3 separate regions of the Danio rerio genome follow, and regions 2 and 3 are each linked to region 1. A link is a contact called in public Hi-C and HiChIP or PLAC-seq data. All regions are on one chromosome and are shown on one strand. Each heading gives the region's core, a stretch centred on a gene start, on an enhancer-like site or on the middle of the called end of the contact. The rest is flanking DNA. Distances are from core to core; before and after follow the strand shown.

What was found. A called contact is a pair of places that touch in the nucleus more often than the background predicts. HiChIP or PLAC-seq counts read pairs in DNA pulled down with a chosen protein or histone mark.
Region 2: an H3K4me3 HiChIP or PLAC-seq map of embryo shows a contact between it and region 1, with 3 times the contacts expected there. The contact joins the promoter of ube2na here to the promoter of bhlhe41 in region 1. A contact is called at or near these places in 1 of 18 Hi-C or Micro-C datasets (caudal fin) and 1 of 4 datasets of contacts at active chromatin or transcription factors (embryo).
Region 3: a contact with region 1 is called in a Hi-C map of hematopoietic stem cells, with 2.7 times the contacts expected there. The contact joins the promoter of nudt4a here to the promoter of bhlhe41 in region 1. A contact is called at or near these places in 2 of 18 Hi-C or Micro-C datasets (caudal fin and hematopoietic stem cells) and 1 of 4 datasets of contacts at active chromatin or transcription factors (embryo).

What each region holds. Positions count from the first base shown.
Region 1 is chr18:17,503,806-17,508,814 of GRCz12tu, forward strand. bhlhe41 (basic helix-loop-helix family, member e41) reads left to right here and starts at 2,545. Exons shown (of 5, transcript NM_001039107.1): 1 at 2,545-2,628; 2 at 2,739-2,802; 3 at 2,935-3,042; 4 at 3,148-3,259; 5 at 4,076-5,009. The coding sequence starts at 2,567. The coding sequence ends at 4,995. sspn (sarcospan (Kras oncogene-associated gene)) reads right to left here and starts at 34. Exons shown (of 3, transcript NM_001037580.2): 1 at 1-34. LOC137490727 (a long non-coding RNA gene) reads left to right here. Exons shown (of 3, transcript XR_012394005.1): 3 at 1-883.
Region 2 is chr18:17,154,739-17,159,747 of GRCz12tu, forward strand. It overlaps ube2na (ubiquitin-conjugating enzyme E2Na), which reads left to right and starts at 2,271. Exons shown (of 4, transcript NM_213486.1): 1 at 2,271-2,406. The coding sequence starts at 2,377.
Region 3 is chr18:17,171,980-17,176,988 of GRCz12tu, forward strand. nudt4a (nudix (nucleoside diphosphate linked moiety X)-type motif 4a) reads left to right here and starts at 2,573. Exons shown (of 5, transcript NM_001310062.1): 1 at 2,573-3,122. The coding sequence starts at 2,895. It overlaps ube2na (ubiquitin-conjugating enzyme E2Na), which reads left to right. Exons shown (of 4, transcript NM_213486.1): 4 at 1-82.

The DNA.
Region 1 (5,009 bases), core at 1,295-3,794:
CTCTACTATTCAAATTCAGAAAGGGCTCTGAACTAATATGGAAAACATTTGGAGCAGATTCCAGAAGAGCCGCATATAGAGCACTGGAGAGAGGAGACGGAAAGGAGGGAGGCTGGAAAAGGGGAGGGAATATGCATGAAGGGGGACTCCAACACACGACAACTGCTAGTCTCCCTGAAAGCAAACAGGAAATGGGGATCTTACAAAGCAGAAAGCTTCTCGTCACTGGCGAGAGTTTGAGTCCTGCCAGCCTCACACTGTGTGTGATCTATTCATAAACAGCCTGGAGTCAGTCACATGATTCTGATGAAGTTACGTGACCCGTGGGCATGTGAGAGCGGGTTACAGTTAATCTCTTATGAATATTATGAGTGAGTGCAGATGTGCTACGTGCTCAATTCGTTTTGTGTTAATTATGGAGAGTTGTTAAATACATGCAGGACATGTTTCTTATAATGGATAAGTCTGTATTCGGCTGGACCTTTAGTGGAACTGTTTTTCTTCCCCCAATTTGCTTTGTATGGAGGAAAGGCTTTGATTTAAAGCTCATAATGGGTTAATCTTCTGAAGGCTGGATATTGACAGAATGTGGTCTATTTTCAGACATACATCTATGTGCTGTTGTGTTATGTCACACCTCGCTTCAGATCGAATGTATAAGGAAAGAAATCTCAGTAGATCAAGATGGCAATTCAAGCCAAACATTGCACACTGATAAAAAAATATGTAGGCTATATTGAATATTACAATTACAATTTGTTAACATGAACAAACAAAATTCAAACTAAATAAGTAAGATTATCAGAATGCAACTCTTTTTGGTAATCTGTATGTGCGTGCATGTGTGTCTCTGTAAAAACATTTGACCGAATAAAATCTATACAAAAACAATTAATAGAAAAGTTTATCTGACCTTCTATAACTATAAACTCTCTCTCTTTCTCTCTCTGTCTCTCTCTCATATTATGTACATGTTGTTCTATTGTTGCTTTGATTATTCTATGTTCTTAACTGTAAGTCACTTAAAGAAGTGTCTGCCAAATATTGATTATAAATTGACAAAACAAATAAGTAATAACAGGGCACAATACTGTTATTCTGAAGACGTAATAAACAAATAAATAAATGAAATAAATAAATAAATAAATACATATATAAATAAAACGTTTTTAGCATTTATTACACATAAAAATATTTTTATATATTTAAATTTTAACTAACAGATTATTTTTTGTACATGTAAAAAAAAATGAACTCTGAAGACATTTTGTCTGAATTGTTATTTATGAATAAACACAACGAAAAATTTTATAATAAACAAAAATATTTTACTTGCATTTATTATATATACAATTATTTATTATAATAAAGTTTAAATTAAATTTAATTATTTCTTTTAAAAAAGTTGTATTTTGCCGTAGTGTATAATATTAATATAATTAATAGTTAAAATTAGTAGGCCTATAGTAAATAAATAAAAATATTGTGTTGTATTCCCTAATTTCAGGGGCATCCCGGTGGCTCAGTGGGTAGCAAAATCACCTCACAGCAAGAAGGTCGCTGGTTCGAGCCCCGGCTGGATCAGTTCCATTCCTGTGTGGAGTTTGCATGTTCTCCCTGTGTTTGTGTTGGTTTCCTGCGGGTGCTCCGGTTTCCCCCACATGTCCAAAGACATGTGCCTGTAGCCAGGGGTGGTTCGGGCGGTTCGAAAGACCCATCCCTCACTGATAAAGTCCAGAATTTGACACCTATATGAGCTCATTTATCCCATTTTTGACTGCTATGCCATCATAAATTGTGAAAATTATAGATAGAAGAAGCCTTTAAGACAATAACATTTTTTATAAAAATTTTAATTAAGTGGCCAAGGAAAGTTGAGCTGGCCATTTTTTTGCCAAGGCTACTGTTTTCATTTTAAAACGAATAACTGCAAAAAAGGTTCACTTTTTCAGAAAAAAGAACCACCCCTTTCATTAGGCTGGCTTCAGGACTGGTGAATTGGATGAGCTAAATTAACTATAGTGTATGTGTGTGAATGAGTGTGTATGGATGATTCCCAGTGATGGGTTGCAGCTGGAAGGACATCCGCTGTATAAAATATATGCTGAATAGGTTGGCGGTTCATTCCGCTGTGGCGACCCCTGATTAATAAAGGGATTTTATTTTTTTATCTTATGATTTACATTTTAATATGTATATGTTATTCTTAAATCTGAAAATGCATTTGTCTCAACTGTTCTGCAGTGATGTGCTGGTGTTTGTTTTTTCAGAGTGTAGTGAGCAGTGAACTGACAACTTTCAAGCTCATTTAATTCCCAGACTCTGGAGCTGGTGCAGTTTACACGTGAGTCAGCGCGCGGTTCCTGGAGAAGGCGCGCGTGCGCGGTAGTGGCCACGCGCAGTGTGAGTGCGCGAGAGCGCTGGGCAAAGTGGCAGCTCAGGCGAGCGCGCACACACACATCATCATCATTCAGAGGTGCTGCGCGAGACCGGACACAACGCACTGCCGCTCCGCTCAGATATTGGATTAACCAAACCTCACTGTATAACAAAGTGGAACAAAGTTATGGAAGAAAGAATATCGAGAATGCAGAACAGACAGTTTCTGGATCACGCGGATTTCTTGGGGTAATTTTATATTTGCTTGTTTTGCTTTTAATTAACGCATGCATTAATTTTGCAAGGTATCAAAACGAATTTATTATATTTTTAAAAAAAATAATGTTTTCTTTTATCAGGGTGGAATATTCATCGCTCTACATGTGCAAATCCAAAAGGGGGATGAAGAGAGAGGAAGGAAAGGTAAGCAAACTGTGGACCCGTGATGAAAACGTGACATTCACGTAACACTCAGTGACACTTGCTGTTAAGTATGCGAGTTATAATAATTACTTTACGAACTTTTGCAGTAGCTCATACTTTTATCATCCGCAGGACGCGTACAAGTTACCACACAGACTGATCGAGAAAAAGAGGAGGGACCGAATAAATGAATGTATTGGGCAGCTGAAGGATTTATTACCCGAACATCTCAAACTCACGGTAAAGTTGTTTAGTTTTGTTAACATGTGTTCTGCAAATGTATCTCCCCACATAAGGAAAGTCGGAAAGTATAGACACGCTTTAAATGTTCGTGTTGTCTTACAGACTCTGGGTCACTTGGAAAAAGCGGTGGTTCTGGAACTGACGCTGAAGCATTTGAACGCTTTGACAGCTGTCACAGAGCAGCAGCACCAGAAGATCATCGCTTTGCAGAACGGTAAATTACATAATGTTCAGCCCACACAATGCAATTAGACTAACGTCAAATCCACACGAGGGGAAAGAGTAAATGTCGCTTAAAGTACTTGAACTTAACTAAATGTGCTTATGAACACATAATTATGTTCGTTTCGATTCAAAACTATTAAAAATAATAAAAGCAACATCACAATGTTTATTTTTACAGTTTATCTTATTTATGTTATGTTTACATTTTATAATCTTATCTATCTATCTATCTATCTATCTATCTATCTATCTATCTATCTATCTATCTATCTATCTATCTATCTATCTATCTATCTATCTATCTATCTATCTATCTATCTAAATACTTAATTTAAATAATATTGATTGTATTTAATGTTTATCTTATTTTAATGTATGTTTTATTTACATTTACTCTTTTACAATTTATATTTGGATGATAGATCTATCTATCTATCTATCTATCTATCTATCTATCTATCTATCTATCTATCTATCTATCTATCTATCTATCTATCTATCTATCTATCTATCTATCTATCTATCTAAATACTTAATTTAAATAATATTGATTGTATTTAATGTTTATCTTATTTTAATGTATGTTTTATTTACATTTACTCTTTTACAATTTATATTTGGATGATAGATCTATCTATCTATCTATCTATCTATCTATCTATCTATCTATCTATCTATCTATCTATCTATCTATCTATCTATCTATCTATCTATCTATTAGATAAGTTGGCACTGTATATCAGTCTGTGCATCTGTCAGTTTTCCTCTTTTATATGACAGGACTTTGCCTCTTGTTTTATGACAGGGGAGCGATCGCTGAAGTCTTCCCTCCAGGCTGACTTAGACGCTTTCCACTCAGGCTTTCAAGCATGTGCCAAAGAAGTCCTGCAGTATCTGAACAAGGTGGAGAACTGGACGGCGCGCGAGCAGAGGTGCACGCGACTCATCAACCACCTACACAAAGTTTCTGCTCAGTTCCAGCCAGGCACAGGGATCCTGCAGCAGCCAGTGGCAGGAGACGACGCTCCAGAGCGGGACACCCAGAGAGATCCTCAAGCCAACTGCGTCCCTGTCATCCAGAGGACTCAAAACCTCGAGCTTAATGAGAACGACACTGACACAGACAGCGGGTATGGAGGAGAGGCTGAGAAAGGCGATGGAAAGAGCGAGAAAGGATGCGACACAGCAAAAGGAGTTAAAATCAAGCAGGAGTTTGGAGATGAACGTGTCACTAAAAAAGCTAAAATGAACTGGTCGGCGAATGGTGGTTCAGATTCCACAAGTACGCGACCAGATGTGGCGCTTATGAACTCTTTAATGGGAATGACCGGGGTTGGTGGACAACAAACTCCCTTTTGCATGCCGTTTTACTTCATAAACCCGTCTGCAGCAGCATCATACATGCCTTTATTTGACAAAAGTCATTTGGAGAAGTTGGTGTATCCAGCAGCAGCGGCGGCGGCATTGACCACACCATTTCCATGGCTTTACCCTGGGATCCCCACACACGCCTCTGCTGCAGCCGCAGCAGCCATCGCTTTCCCCAACGCATCCACCGATAAAACCTCTGGATTTGATGCAGCGTCGTCAAAAGATGACGAGCCGGAGTCTCCTGATGATGACCTGTCCAATGAGGCCGACCTGGCCTCTCCTGCATCTGAAGATCACGGCTCAGAAATTGATACAAGTCATCAGCCCCAAAGAAATGACAATGATGGTACATAAAGCTGATGTTTCGA
Region 2 (5,009 bases), core at 1,021-3,520, 350 kb before region 1:
ATTAATTTGTTAAACTAAACTCAAAGTGAAAACAAAAGCTTTTATCTTAGGTGATCCTAATTTCTTAATGTCTAATAATATATTAGAAATTGTAGTTGTAAACTAATTACCAGTCATAAATGTTATACGAAATGGAGTTACTAACTAATATAATTAAGTTTTATAAACATAGAAACTGAAATAAATGTAATTATATCTCACTGTTGATTTTAATCCATTCAAATCAAACATTAACTCATGTTGCTGCTAATTTTACTCATAATATTCCTAATATTACCAACATTTACTCATGCTGTGACATTATTCTAAAGTTTCACCTTTTGCACTTTATCATCCTTTTGCAATTTAATTTGAGTATTTAATACTGTGCTCCATTGTTTTTTAGGGTTGTAAAAGCATCAGCAGTTAATCACAACAAAACAATTTTTTAGCGGCATAAGCAAAAGTGCAGAAATTTTTCTGAGTTTTAGGTTTTGGGATAGGTTTAGGTTCAGGGTACAGACTGGTGGTTAACTCAATAACTCCAACGGAATGTCCTCATTAAAAGCTCTCTCCCTCTCCCTCTCCCTCTCCCTCTCGTGTGTTTTGAAAATTTAACATCTTAACTCCTGATAACTCCTTTTTTTTTCAACACATCCCATAATTTCTAAAATAACAGCCTCTACCAAATGGTAGATATCTCGATTTAAGGTAAAAGTAGCAGAATTAATACATATACTATGGAAAATCTAAAAAAAATATGAAGTGCAAGACCAATTTATTTAAAAACATAACAAAAATAAGACATTTTTGAATACTAAATCATCTTTTTTTATACCATAAAATATTTTAGCTTTTAATTTAGCACAGTAATTTACATGTTTTGTTGTTGTTGTTTTATTTACAATGACACTAAAATCAAGGGCGAAGCAGTGGCACATTAGGTAGTGCTGTCGCCTAAAAGCAAGAAGGTCGCTGGTTCGAGCCTCGGCTCAGTTGGCGTTTCTGTGTGGAGTTTGCATGTTCTTCCTGGGTTTCCTCCGGGTGCTTCGGTTCCCCCCACAGTCCAAAGACAAGCAGTACAGGTGAATTGGGTAAGCTAAATTGTCCATAGTGTGTGTGAATGTGAGTGTGGATGTTACCCAGAGATGGGTTGCGGCTGGAAGGGGATCCGCTGCGTAAAAAACTTGCTGGATAAGTTGGCGGTTCATTCCACTGTGGCGACCCCAGATTAATAAAGGGACTAAGTTGACAAGAAAATGAAGATGAACTAAAATCAAGTGTAGGAGTGCAACAGGATTGTTTGTTAGATTTTTTTGTAAACCAACAATGCTGTTTAGTGTAAATTATTATTTAAAACATTAATTCAAACAATATAAAACACCGATACACATTTCAGCATTATCTTTTAGTGCAAAAGCGCGAGTGCTTCCTAAAGATGAAACTTAATCAGGTTTAGTTAGATACTCCTAATATAGTCAGTCAAAATATAGTCAACCATTTGGTCGAGCAGGCAGTTAAATTAATATATAAATACAACTTTTGAGGATACTTTATCAATATATTTTTTCAAATTAATCAAATATTTTTATTAACTCATAATGTAAAATCCAGAAAACTGATAATGGCTCTGATCAGCTGTCTTTATGAATACAAAACTTTTTTTCCCCTTTTTATTTTTATTATAAACAATGATCTGCAAAATATTGTAAAATCTGTGAATGTGTTCATTGATGTTTTCAGTGGTAATAACCACATTTTTCTCCAGCTATTATTTATTTCATTCAATGAAGGGTTTCAATCAGACTTAACAAGGCAAAAGTCACTATACAAATACACTTTGGAAAAGAGTACGAATTGCTGTTTTAGTACTCCAGGGGTTTAACTTTTTCCAATAAGAGACGCCAGTTAATTTCCCAGTGCTGTGTTGCGGCTGGAAAGGCATCTGCTACATAAAACATGTGCTGGATAAGTTGTCGGTTCGTTCCGCTGTGTCGAATCCTAACTAATAAAGGGAGTAAGCCGAAAAGAAAAAAAAAAGACACCAGTTTAACGTGTCATTTTAGGAATGTAGTTAAACCAGTTACCTGAAGGACTGAACCATTAAAAACTGAAAATTATTTGAGTAACTAGTCAAAACCTGTAAGAAATTCGTCCAAAAAACTTCATTATAACGGACTATCTAGATTCATGTCGGTTGAAAAAAAGAGAGAGCTTTCCTTCTAAACAAAACTACAACTTCCATATCATCTTCATCATCGTGAAAAGCGTACGTTTCCGCGTGCGTCTGGACGCACCGCGCCGGAAGGCGTGTGTCTGTGCACTGCGTCTCCGCCGTCAATGCAAACGAAGTAAGAGGCACCGTGAGTCAAAGCTAAAATCCGCATTCAAGACAAGATGGCAGGGTTGCCCCGCAGGATCATTAAGGTAACCGTGAAGTGAGACACACTGCACCTTTTCAGTCTTTCGTTTTTAACCATAATACTACTAAATCCTCTTCTATATATGAAAAGATCCGCCAAAGAGAAGCGACAGCTGGCTTAGCGTTTGGCACTCTGTTTGTTAGCCACTTCCGTTTCGGTACATTCATCGTATCCCGAATATGGGTGGGTTAAAAATACATCCACCGCTGTGAAAGATGGCGGTGGGCCTCTGTCTTATTCATTATTCATTAATAATTTGCACAACTAATCAAAATGATGGAGAAGTGAGAGTCGTTCCTGCAATGGAAGTGTACATGAAGCGGTGCGCTCGCGGTCATTCATTGCTGGAGCTCGAGCTGTTTGGGAGCTCTCGAGCTAACCCCTCCAGACGGCTAGCTAGGCTTACAAACTTGGACAAATTATCTAGTTTAAACAACTGCACAATTAGGTTTCATACATATGGGGTAATTTATCTATTTTCCCGAGTGCACGATGATTATTAGACCATTTACGACGCGATTATGAGCAAAATAATTCGGCTAGCTCGCTTCCTGTAGGCTAGGGAAGCAGTTGCGGCGCTAAATAAGCTAATGACTGCAGGCCCAAGACTGAAGAAATGTCATATAAAATAGAGGATTATGTTATCAAGACGTTTATTAAATAAACGCTCGTCCTTAATGAGAGATGTTGTTTATTCCCAATGAGAGATTAATAATTTGCAACGCCGAAATAAAGAGACAATTTACACATTAGATTTACCATGGATTTGTAAAGCTCTAAGTTAATGACGATGTTTTTGTGTCTTATTTTAATCACTTGTTTAACTATCATTTTTAATACAAACACCATGGTTAAACTATTGTAGGTTAACAAAATGTTGTTTGTATTTGCATTCAAATTTAGAGAGAATGAAAGTAACAATCTTCATACACTTTCACAATGCTGTGACAAATGCTGTGCACATGACTGGAGCTGTCAGCATTTAGCATTTATAGTCTCCCTTTCTGGTCAACAGAAAAATATCAAATATTTTGTAACAACGTAAGGAAGCACACATAATGGTAGAGTTTTCATTACAACAACATGGATTCACACTTTGCAATTAAAGCAAAACTGCATTTGTATATTGTAGTACAGTTCTTTTGAATATATAGACAGAAAGTCGTCTAAACTTCGCTTAGTCTACTTACAAATTTGACTGAAATATGAATGCAACATTGACAAAAATGACAACTCATTTTTCTTTATTTTTTAACCTCTCAGTGTAAAGATTAATGACTGTTGAAATGACAATCATCTTGCTGATAAAATCAAAACTATCAATATATGTTTCTGCATAATTCAGGTTTAAATTGCATGTTTGCTTCACCCACTTCTACATAAGCAATTTTCAGGCAAGAGGGAGGAAACCGTTTGATTAATTTCAGAAATATACATTTCGTCAGACTGCCGTTTCAGTGGGTTTTCATGTGAATAGGTTGGTTGTGAAATGAATCGATGTGAGTAGGAGGGCTGGGAACGCATCTTTGATGGCCTTTTTCTCATGCATGAGACCATGACATGAGCCCCTCTCTTGTCTGTGTTTGCTCTGCATGGTTTTGTCTGTGGGTTTTTAGAAACGTGAGGAATTTCATACTGAGGTCAATGTATTTGTATAAGTTAACTGGAAAAAAAATGGCAAAGGCTTCTGTGTCTAATGTAAACATTATTGGTGGGACATTTCAGTCAAAAACAAAAACCTCTAATTTTATTGTTCCGAACTTGTATGAGCTTTTTATTTCTGTGAATCATAAAAGATATTTTGAAGAATGTTAGTAACCACATTTTTTGTACTCATTTCTCATCATCGTCTGTTCATTGATATAAAAGTCATACAAGTTTAGACCCAGATGAAAGTGTGTAGATGATATACAATTTTTGGAGGGAAATGTATGTCTCTCTTTTTTTTTTGTATATTCAAATAATAATGTAATAGTTGTGATAATATACAAGTGTGATTCAGGACCACATAGCGTTAACACTGGGATCTTATTACCTTCTCAGGCATTATTTAGCAAGAATTATTGTACATTATACTAACAGTAAAGTATTATATATCACTGTTCAGAGTTTGGGGTTCTATATTTAAAAAAATAAGGTTTATTCAGCAGTAATGCCTAATAAGTTAGTAAAAAATATTAGCAAAAATTATGTCATGGCGATATATTTTTTAAATCATCAATGACTGTATATTTTTGAAAATAATAAATGATTCTCGAGCATCAAATCAGCATTGTTATGCAAATTTTTGAAAGATCATGGGACACTGACCTAAGGCTGGGCGATTAATCAAAGTAATCGAAATTGACATTCAGAATGTATAATCGATTACATTTTTCCAGGTATTTTTTTTTTGGTGGAGTCCCATGACCCAACTCTGTTAAGGATTTTTTATACTTATTTTGTTATGATTTGCTTATTATATTATTCTGAAAGTATACTTCTGCCAAGCGCATGTGTACAGGCCAGCGCAGCTTTCGCATGCCCGCACACTTCTCAAAAAAACGTTACTATGCGTCACAATGACGAAATAACACAAGCTTTGTGATTGGTCGTTTGGTAGTGGTG
Region 3 (5,009 bases), core at 1,323-3,822, 330 kb before region 1:
CTGCTTTTTAAAAATGTGATGACAAAAGTCCACACACATATTTCTGTTCTTTCTGTAAATAAAAATCTGTTGATTAATAATACACATTCATGGTGGTGGTTTTATTACATTTCCAAGAAAGACTTGAGGTTAACTACTCTTTTGTTTTCCCTAGTCTACCGTTCTCATGTGTTTCATAAGCTGGAAAAAGTTAGTCACAGCGTATTGCTTATCTATACTCCAAATAACCTGGAATGAACAGGTACAGGTCTAATTTACCTAAAGAGCAGCTCATAAAGGTCTGAAGATTTCTATTGTGCCTATAGGTAATGTCAGCACTACTGAATGTTTAATAGTATTAACAAAGTGTAAGTCAGTGTTTCCAATAACTCTTCTTCTTATTACCTGCTTTCCATGAATCAGTCCTCTTCAGTGAACCGATTCTTTCACTCAACTGGTTTTAAAGAACTTCTCAGCAAAGTATAATCTCTTTTATAGCCTAAATGTTTTAATTACTTTGTATTGGAGTAAAATGCATTCATTTGATCATAGTTTAATCATAATTTGAGTCGCATTACATATGTTATTATATAATTGTATCTTCAATTAACTCTTGGTTTAATTATTTGAAATCGTCAGAAACCACTCTGTCATACATTTTATCAGTTCAGTTTTGAAAAGATCCCAGACGATTGGTTCTTGAAAGAATCGTGTACCAGTGGTTAACACTTTACAGTGTGTCGCGGGGTCTTAAATATTGTTTTTGAAATTTAAGACATTTTTAGATTTTAAGGCCTTAAATTCACTGAAATATTGTCTTGTAGATCTTAAATCCTTTTAAACAGGTTTTAATTTACTTTTATTTATGTAATGCGACCCAATGATCCAACACACATCCAATAACAACAATACTTTTCAATAAAACTTAAATCAAAACTCTATTTATAACTAATATTTTATTTATTGTTTATTTGACATGGACATCACAAATGCATTAACAAACCAAATGCATTTGTTTAAGTGTTTTAGCAGACTTGCTAAACACCTGTCCAAGGCTTGATATAAAATGAAAGTCAAAACAATACACATACACATTAAAATTCTTTACCTAAATTGCCTTATAGCAATTTTAAGTTGAAAACAAATTGCATTTGTACAACTAGGGTATGCTTGATTTAACACATTATTCAAAATTTGTGACCAAAACATTCCTAATTAGAATTTGCTTCTTGATATGGCAAGTAAATATTTTATTTTCTGCTGGGCCATTAAGAAAATCCTTAGCATTTAACCCTATATATATGTATATATATGTATGTATGTGTATGTATGTATGTGTATATATATGTATACATATATACAAATATATACACATACATACATACACACATATATATATATATATATATATATATATATATATATATATATATATATATATATATATATATATATATATATATATATATATATAGGGTTAAATGCTAAGGATTTTCTTAATGGCCCAAATTTTATTCTTGATGGTCTTAAAAGTTTTTTTTTTTTTTTTTTATTTGACATGGTGTAACCTGCAACCCTGCCTTAATTTTTTATGTTGGTATCAAAACTTTCAAAAATTAATCTTGAAAAGAATTTCAAATATGTCCAGTTGAGGCTGGAAACCAGCTTATATTTAGTGTCAGGATCATGGTAAACCATGCTAACAATATTTCAGAGCTTGTATGAAAAATGCTAGCAATCCATTAAAATGTGGAGGTTTTAAAACAAAAATAGGAGTAACTTGCTTGATAGAAATATTGTTAAAGGTGGTAGCAACATGTTAATTCAATATATCCCATTGACACTAGAAACCAGCTGCTATTTAGTGTTAGGATCATGGTAAACCATGCTAACATGTCACAGCTTGTTAGAAGATGCTAGCAAGCTATTAAAAAGTGGACATGTTTTAGAACAACAATAGGATGTAACTTGCTTGAAAGAAATATTGTTATACGTGGTAACAACATTTCAATTCAAAACATCACTTTAAACTATATGCTTCACTACATTGTATGTTAGCATAGCATTAATATGAAAGAAATGTTAGCATTTTTAGTGATAATAAAGGAATATTTCAAGCAAAAATTTTAATTTGGGCATTAACTCGCCCTTAACTTGTTTTAAAAATGTAAGTTTTTTTTACAAAACACAAAAGAAGCTTTTTTGAAGAAAGCTGGTAAACGGTTACTGTTGTCTTCCAATGTATTTGTTTTTCCTACTTTGGAAGTTTTTGATTTGAGGTTTTCAGCATTCTTCAAATGGTTTATTTTGTGTTCAATTGAAAAAGCTCAGAAGATTTTGCACCAATTAGGGATAATTAGTTGGTAAATGTTCATTTTAGCGTAAACTATCCCTTTAAAAATTCAAGTAAAGTAATACTAAGTATTAAAGTTTCACCAAACTCTTTGGCTAGTTGTTAAACTAAAATCCACCAGCAGATGGCGCTAGTACAACACGACTCCGTTCTGTCCCTGCAGTGTGGCTTTTGTCTCTAATGTTACTTTGAATCAATTACTGCCATTTGTATTACATTTACAGCGACGCGACGTTGTTTAATTCCACCCACATCAAGCCTCCGGGAATCAACAATGTCCTCCCTTCCTCTGGCGGCAGCAATGATGATGATTTCTCATTCATATTTCTAACCAGGGAAACGCCTATCTGTTGATGGCATCTTGGGTTTGTAACGCAGATCCTATTGCAGCTGATTTAAGGCGACTGCGCAGAGCCGAAGAGCCGCAGCAGAGCAGAGGAGTGTTCACACATAACCAGCCAGCCACCATGCTCCAGTCCAGATCACCTCAAGCCACGATCTCCGCCGTCAAGACAGGAATATTGCCTTCAACGTGAGTCACTTCTGACAAAACGCAAACTGTATGATCAGCCTGGGAAATCTGGGACGACTTTCAGCTCTTGGCCTGAAAGGCAGCTGCGTTGCGCGTCGGATCCAAAAACTAGGCAACCGAGAACACTTGTATTCTTGTTTTGTTCGGAGAAAAACCCACATGATGAAATTCAAGCCCAATCAGACAAGGACGTATGACGGAGAGGGCTTCAAAAAACGAGCAGCCTGCCTGTGCTTCAAGAACGACCGAGAGGACGAGGTGAGGCTGAGGGGGAAAGTGCAAATGTGGTTGCTGGTTTACTACAACTGTCGCCTACGGAGACAGAGTCTGGAGATTGCAACACAATGTTATTCCTTGGAGCTAGTTTTATGTTGCAAGAAGTTGCTGGTTTAATCAGTTATCCAACATGTTATTGACTACACCCATTAGGTGCTAGCACTTATTTTATAATAGTCTCTCATTCAGGTTTCTGGATAATATATTAAGTGACTTCAAATAATACATGTCAGCGTTTTATTAATGTTTGTTGTCGTTCTGTCACTTTATTATTATTATCATTTATATTCACGTTAGTGTTGAAGTTAAAGGGATAGTTCACCCAAAAATGGAATATTTTTACTAGGCTACTCACCGTTTACTCCCCCTTTAAGTGATTACAAATCTGTTTTTTATTTTGTCGAATGGTAAAGATGATTGAAGAAAATTTAAAATCTGTAATTGTTGACTTCCACAGTAGGAAAAACCAACATGGAAGTCATTGGTTACAGGACATTCAGCTTTCTTCAAAACATTGTCTTTTCTGTTCAACAGAAGTCAAACATGTTTAAAACTACTAAAGTAGTAAATGATGACAGAATTGTATTTTTTTGGGGGGTGAACCATTCCTTTAACTGCCTTTATTATCAATATTAATATTATTATTAGTCAGTTCACGTTAACAATACTTCTGTAGTGTCTATTGTTTTTGCTGGTCACTATCAAAGCAGTAATTTTTAGTAACTGTCCCCCTGCTACTTTGCCTTTGAATTTTTATGGTTCTTAACTTAAAAACTTGGTTAACTCAATATATTAACAATTACCCACTGACTTATCTGTGTAATAATGTATATGTACTGATACTTGGTCCAGTTTTAATAGGAACTATTTCATAAATATTCAGCTTTGTGTACTTTGACGAAGTTGAATCTATTCTAACACTTAATAGTATTTTGTTGCTCTTTTTTTGTTGTCATATTGTACGAACCAGAATGGCTACTTGGTTAATTATTATTATTACTGTTAGTCAGTTCACGATAACAGTACATCTGTAGTGTCTCGTGTTTTGCTGGTCACTATCAATGCAGTGATTATTAGTAACTGTCCCCCTGCTACTTTGCCTTTGATTTTTTTATGGTTCTTATCTTAATAACTTGGTTAACTTAATATACAGGTATTAACAATTACCTACTGACTTTTCTGTGTAATACTGTATATGTACTGCTATTTAGTCCAGTTTTACTAGCAACTATTTCATATTCAGCTTTGTGTACTTTGACGATGAGTCTACTCTAACACTTAATAGTATTTTGTTGCTTTTTTGTTGTCATTGTTTCAAACCAGAACGACTACTTAGTTAATTATAATTAATATATTTTTTTTATTATTATTAATATATATTTTTTAAAAGTCTAGTACATTCGCCTACTACAAAAATTTGAATATGGACAATAGCTTTCTTAATAGTTACAAAAATGTGTGTTTTGTTAGTTTAAAATTACCAAAATGACATAACATTTCCACTGAACCTTTACTGTTGAATATCAGTATATATCTATATCTTTAAAGTGAGTGGTTTACTTAATAAATAGACCGATCCTAATTTTTACTAATATATATATATTTTAATTTAATTCGCTTCACATGCTAGAATTTCTTTTTTGTAGTCATGTTGTGACCAGTCTAAACAACTACTTAGTATAATGGTTTAATAAAACAACCTGATAGTAAGTTAATGTACGATGTAGGTTAGTGTAAATATGAACTAATGACTACCTCAGTTCTAAAATTAATTAACATTGTCAACTAAAGATAAATAAATACTGTATCATAAGTATTGCCTGGTCTTAATGCTAGCTAATGCATTAACCAATAGAAACGTTTTTGTAT